2 separate regions of the Gossypium hirsutum genome follow, and region 1 is linked to region 2. The links are chromatin contacts, called in public Hi-C maps. All regions are on one chromosome and are shown on one strand. The core of a region is the stretch at or near the end of the contact, and the rest is flanking DNA. Distances in the headings are between cores, read along the strand shown. Region 1 holds the start of LOC107955727. Region 2 holds the start of LOC121231802 (probable lipid-A-disaccharide synthase, mitochondrial).

Evidence for each region. A called contact is a pair of places that touch in the nucleus more often than the background predicts.
Region 1: a contact with region 2 is called in a Hi-C map of leaf, with 2.2 times the contacts expected there. The contact joins the promoter of LOC107955727 here to the promoter of LOC121231802 in region 2. A contact is called at or near these places in 3 of 34 Hi-C or Micro-C datasets (leaf and seedling).

Annotation. Positions count from the first base shown.
Region 1 is chrA07:89,685,842-89,689,431 of Gossypium_hirsutum_v2.1, forward strand. It overlaps LOC107955727, which reads left to right and starts at 1,914. Exons shown (of 11, transcript XM_016891535.2): 1 at 1,914-2,072; 2 at 2,407-2,655; 3 at 3,049-3,261. The coding sequence starts at 2,007.
Region 2 is chrA07:89,522,226-89,525,557 of Gossypium_hirsutum_v2.1, forward strand. It overlaps LOC121231802 (probable lipid-A-disaccharide synthase, mitochondrial), which reads left to right and starts at 1,670. Exons shown (of 8, transcript XM_041116554.1): 1 at 1,670-2,092; 2 at 2,426-2,525; 3 at 2,785-2,890; 4 at 2,995-3,218. The coding sequence starts at 1,854.

The sequences.
Region 1 (3,590 bases), core at 664-3,163, 160 kb after region 2:
GCTGTACACTCCCTTATAATATTATCTTTATCCCCTGCCATAACGTTATGATCTAAGCATTTATATCCTGATTTGACTGAGTACTCTCTATTATTGTTGAGAGCCTACACCCTTTTATCCATTCCACCAAAAATAGATAATGATCTTGATCTAAATGTATTTACAATCACTTGACCATATAACCTCACTAATCTATTCTCATCCCATTCCTCACTCTTGTTTGCAATCAACTCAGTCAAATTAACGTAATTGTTCAAACCAATGACTACAATATCATCTTTTTCATGTATATGTCCACTTGAAATGATCAACTAATTTCCACTTCTTATTTTCCAGTCTATCCCTTGTTTACACAAATCTCTACCATGAAGAATGTCTTTTCAAACCCAGGAGTCAAAACTTTTACTTGTACCATTATCATACCCAATTGTTGAACAATACTTCTTATGCATAGTATTATGAACTAGTCAATTGTCTCCATTATAAATTCTCCAGGCCGATTTAGTTAGAAGAGTTTGATTCATTAATCTAGTTTTTCAAATACTAAATCCCCCTTTAAATTTTAGCTTCCATAGCCAATCCCAGCTTTTCATATGAATCTTTCTTTTGTCAAACTCATTGTTCCTGTGAAAGCTTTATATAATTTTATCATTCTAATAAGATACTTTGACTGGAGCTTTAAAACATGAGAGATAATATAAAGGTAAATTAGTTAATATGAATTTTATGAGAGTGAGATTTCCTCTTACTGATAAAAGATTAGCTTTCTAACCTTAAAACCTGCTTTATGATCTATCCATAAAAGGTTAGAAAAATACTAACTCTTAGACTTCATTTTATAAAGTGGGAAACCAAGTACTTATCTTTTATTTGAAATTTAAAAAAAAAATTAAATATGATTCATGGTTAAAATATCGTTATATATTGTTTAAATGTTTTTTTCTAATCTAAATGTATCAAATGCTATTATAAATATAAAATTCTTTTTTAGATAATCTTAATAGATCATATTTGTTTTTCTAAATAAATAAAAAAATAATATATTTCAACACATTTAAATTTATATATTTTTACAATGATAATAATACTTATATTAATCAAATTAAAATTTGACAGACAAGGGTTGGTGTAGAGGTGATCATGGGCCGGGTCGGGCCGGGCCCATACAAAATTTTAGGCTCGTCTACTAGGCCCGGGCCCGGCCCGGCCCGAAATATGGGCCTAAAATTTTGCCCAAGCCCGGCTTGAAATAAAATTACTAAGCCCGAGCCCTGGCCCGACCCAGTCCATATTAATTTTTTTTATTTCATTAAATAAAAAAATTTAAAAATATAATAAATCAAATATATTTAAAAACATAAAAACAAATATTAAAATAAATAAAAATAATACTAAAACAATTCTTAAAACAATACACAAATTAATAATATAATAAAAATGGTTATATTAAAAATTTAAAATAATTAAAAATAAAATAAAAAATATATATTAATATATAATTCGGGCCGGGCCGGGCCGGGGCCGAAAAACTCTTACCCGAGGCCCGGTCCGTTTTCTAAACGGGCCTCGTTTTTTTGCTAAGCCCATTTTTTGGGCCTATATTTTTACCCAAACCCTCTCATTTTTTGGGCAAGCCTTCGGGCCGGGCCGGGCCGCCCAGCCCATGATCAGCTCTAGGTTGGTGATATGTTATAAAAAAACAGACGAAATTATAGCAAAATTTTTAAAGTTGTCCATTTCATGGTTATTATTATTATTTTTTGGTCAGACTCGTTTTCATTCGTTTACAAAAGATACGATCTCAGTGTTCCAGATACTTCCCAATTGCGAAACGCCAGCAAATGCGTAAGGAAGACCCAAGACAGCCGCGCATATTAGCTTAACACGTGTTAAAATGTATGTACCGCCTCTTATCCTAAGCTACCCGTTCCTCCTATATATATAAGTAAATTAAAACCCCGACTACTCCGTAATTTTGCTGTATATTTATTTATTTTTGCCCCTTTATGTTAATTGCTCCTCAGGAAGAATATTCCCTCCCCTGTAAGAGAAAATACCCATCAATTCCTCAGGTAAAAACAAAATTCCATCAATTTTCTCAATCTGGCTCTTTTTTCTCATCCTTATTTCTTCATTTTAAACCTTAATTTGCATGTAAAAATTTGTTCAATTCTGCTATAAATTGAGTTTTTTTTTCAATTTAAATAGCGATCTGGGTGCCGAAATTTAGTTGTTAAATTGACAACCTTTATTCAACAAACTTCAATTTTGAAGTCAGATATTTGTTTGGGAATTTTAAAAAAGGAAAAAGATTGTGTTTGTGATTGTGATTGTGATCATGAAAATCTTTTGCTTTAGAAAGTGATTAAAAGTTTTTCTTTTTCTCTTTTTTATTTAATGTTATAGTGCAACACAGAAGAGGGAGAAAATATGGTGAATGTGACTGTTATATGGAGAGGAAACAAGTATATGGTGGAAATGGATTCTGGTGCAAATCTCAAGGAGCTAGGCGATGAGCTGCAGAAGTTGACTGATGTTAAGTCGGATACTATGCGCCTTATTGTTCCCCAATTGTCGGGCAAAGGCTCGCGAATGCTTCACCCTTTCTCAGATGAGCATTCATGCTTAAGTTTGCAAGAGGCTTCAGTTTTCATGGTAGTGTATATATCCATTACAAGGTTTATTGTTTAATGCTAAGTACAATAAGCTTCCTTTCACCCAAACGAGAGGCAATTGGTGAATATGCTAATAGTCTAATCCCTATGAGTCACAATTTATGTTCAGTTGACAATTGGATTTTGAGTTTCAAAAGCCTGAGCATGTCTTTTCAGTTAGAAAGCAACTTGTTTGTGTTGTTTTGTTCATATTTCTTAGCCTCGGGCGTAATTGTCTTTGGTTGAAATTTTTCACAAGAATGGTTTGGAGGATTATTGCTAAAGAGGTTGAAGTAATTAACAGGAAGTGATATATGGGCATGTTTAACTGGATTTTTCACACTTGTTTAACATTCTATGCCAACTTATGGTACTTTGTTTCATCTAATGTCAGGGAAAATCTGTCAGGATGATGGGGGTATCAGAGGATGAAGTTGACCGAGTTATACAAAACTCGAAGGTAGACATGAGAATAATTGGATTCAGTGAAGAGGAAAGGAGACTGAGGCAGCGAATGTCAGATGGACCCTCCAATGTTCCAATAAGACTTCCTCAAGGACCTTATATCTTTTGTGATTTTCGCACTCTTCATATTCCAGGAGTAGAGGTACCTCTGACTTCATTACCATTGACAATATGAATCTAAGTAAAGAATAATTGAAAAAGAAAGGCCATTGATGCAATCTTTGTTTCTCAAGATTCACTTGGATTATATTGATAATTAAAATTTTACACAAAAAAAAAGCACATTTATTAGTACTGAGGGTTATCGGGATAGGAGCGTTGTTGGTAACACAAAAACTGTTGTTATATCTTCATGGTTGGTGTTACAAATAGCAGTTCTATGAAAAAGGTAGCCTCTGTTTGATGAAGAAATGATTTTTGGCTCTAAATTCCTGATTTTGCAAATTAAGAGATGCATAAGTGCATCAGTCA
Region 2 (3,332 bases), core at 420-2,919:
GTGCCCTGGGGACTGATTGTGTTAAATGAGCTTATAAGCTCGAAAATGATAGAAATGTGATATGAAATGATGATCATAGCAAATGAATAATCATATGTGCTTATAAATGACAATGTGAATTGATGAAGTTGTATAAAATATAAATGAAAATGAGATTAAATATCTAATTGGTACATAAATGTATATGTAAGTAATTGAATTAGATATGTTACATCTTTGTTAATAGAATGGATGATATAAATGTTAGTTTCACTATCAAATGGAATGTTGTAGGAGAATGATATTTTTATATTGAATATGCAAATTGTTTTAATTGAATTGTTGCATATTTGGATTGAATTCTTATATTGATTATGCTCATGTTGTGACTTGAAATATGAAAATTACCACTGAGCGTAATTGCTCAGTGTACGATTTTTTTTCTCTATACGTAGGTATAGTAGATTCTAGATAGATTGAGCAGTTGATCTAGCATCTAGCTAGCGATCCACAACTCAGCAAAATTTTTAAAGTTCTCTTTTGATTAGTATATGATATGTACCTAGTGTTTAAGCAGGTTTTGTATCGAAATGGTTGAATTTAAATCTTGGTTGCTTGATGTTGTTTTGAAGTATCATTTTGGCATATTTTAGCTTGAATGTAGTTGGCATATTATTGTTTTTGTTGTAACTGAAATGTAAAGTATTATTATAGGTCTCTCAAACTTATACCATATTGATTTTTATGGAAACAGTATATTACGTCGCAACAAGAAGCAGCTCAAGATTCATGTTGCGACAATGTGTACTCGAGGTCATGATGAGACCTACTCAATATGTTGCGTCGTGACAAGGAATCCTCGACATCACAATGTCAACCTGAGATTTTGAAATATTTATGATTTGGTCCTAATTCAATCTTAGGTTAACATTAGAGCTTTCGTAAGCTTAAAGACTCAGAAAGGTTTGTAAATCACATTATATTCATGAATAGCTCGTAATTAAATGTGCATTGGTATAAATTGATTATATTTGATTGTAGTTGCTCTGGCAACGAATGTGACATATTGTAGTTCAGACCCGACGATTGGGTCAAGTATGAGGCGTTACACTATATATAATATTTTAGCTTCTACTTTTAAGTAAAGAGGATAGAATAAAATTTTAACATTTTAATAATATTCATAAAATTTAATTAAATTTAAAAGTATATTATAGAAAAAATAAAATTAAAAAAGTTTATAAAAAAAATAAGCAGAAAGGAGAAAGGCAAAAAGGCAAAAGTTAATCCTTGATAGGAAAATTTATTGTAAAATTTATTGTAAAATTTATATATGTTATCTGTTTTCTTTTCTTGCCATATGTTATCTTTTTGGTTCATGTAGAAGAAAACATGTTAGTAAAGAAATGCAAATGGTGCTTTCAAAATGAAGCTTATGAGAATCAACATCCATCTTCATAACCATAAACTAATTTAGTCAAAGCTTTATTATTATTATTTTATGTAATTTATTAAATGATTAAAAATTAAATAAATTATTTGTAAGTATTGATTAAAATATAAAATTAATTAGAAATCATTTGATTAAAAAATAATTTTAAAAAATAGAAACTTAAACCACTGATATTCCTAGTAAAAATAGAAGATATGGAATTAATATATATTAACCAGGCCATGGATGTGAGTCCATGTTTGCATCAGACATGGGCCTTTGTTGTCTCGAAACTGTTGGGTCCTTTACATTGCTCTCTAGTTTTCTTCGAACTGCAAACTAAACCGCGGAAGAGTGTTGCGGCAACTGCACTAGACTACTCTTGCTTCCATCACATTTCCTTTTCAACTGTTCTCATAGAAATACTATACCGAAGATATCGATGTGGTTGGCAGCGATTCAATGTGTGAATATATTTAAGAATAGCATTTGTTTGAAGACACCATTGAGGAGATATTTATGGGTTTCAAGCAAATCCTTAATGGACAGAGCCGCCAGTGAAGGGGAGTTAAGAGTGTTCATTGTTGCAGGAGAGGTTAGTGGAGATTCCATTGCCTGTCGTCTTATGGCTTCCTTAAACAAGATTTCCCCTCTTCCTATCCGCTTCTCGGGTGTAGGCGGGTATGCTTTTTAACTATATATCATTGCCTTTGTATTTTTAGCATTAGCTAGGTGAATTTTGAGTATGGGTTTGATTTATTTTTTCTGAAAAAGAGTAATAAAAATAAGTAAAAAGGAAAGGGCAGACGTGAAAGAACTCAGGAAAGCTATTTCCATTGTTTATATCATTTCTATCTGTTTCAGTAGATTAAAAAAAGGTGGCCCAGGGTTGGGGGGGGAGATTTATGTCCATATGTGTTGCAACTAGGCAACTTGGCAGAATCAATTTGATGTTAGTTATCTGAACTCTCATGGGGTTCTTTCTAAAGTGTTTTCTCTGTGTATATAAATAAGGTCCAGGATGTCCAATCAAGGCCTGAAATCCTTGTTCCCAATGGAGAATATTGCAGTAATGGGAATCTGGGAATTATTACCACACTTCTATAATTTCAGAGTGAGTAGTTTGGAACCAAGGTGATTGAACCTTTACCATAAAAGTTTGCACTACCAACAACTGTTGGTTAAGGCACATTGCAGTTCCAAGGGGAGAACTCAGGTTCGAATCTTGGAGACGACTTTGTTGGGAGGGGCAGCCATGAATCCTGAAAAGATTAGTCTTCGTGGACCATTAAATGAACCTGGAGGATTCCTTGAAAAAAAAAAAACTTTGCACTAAACTACTGATGGACCATTTGTATTTGCTGAAATGTCAGGTAAAATTGAAGGAAACTGTGGAGGCTGCATTACAGTTCCAGCCTCACGTGGTTGTGACAGTGGACTCGAAGGGATTTTCTTTTCGTCTACTTAAGCAGTTACGGGGTAATATCACCAATGTGTTGGAGTTAGGATCAATTTTTTGTGTATTTGCATATTGTCTGTGCGATATTATGTGCCGGAACATAAGGAATGTTTATTTTTTGCAGCTAGATACAATCAACAAAGGTTAGATAGACCAGTACACTTTCATTATGTAGCACCATCATTCTGGGCATGGAAAGGAGGTGAAGCAAGACTCAAAGGGCTATCTAAATTTGTGGATCATGTGTTCTGTATACTTCCCAATGAGGAAGTAGGTTGTAAATTAAATGGATTGAATGCAACTTTTGTTGGTCACCCCATTCTGGAAGATGTTTTAGAACTGAACATGGTATGAATTCACATTCTGCTGTCCTGGTATATATTGGTATCATTTTATCTTCTTGTATAAATTGTTACAGTATGGGATTGTTCTGTTTCCTAAAACTTAATAGGGAGTTCAAGT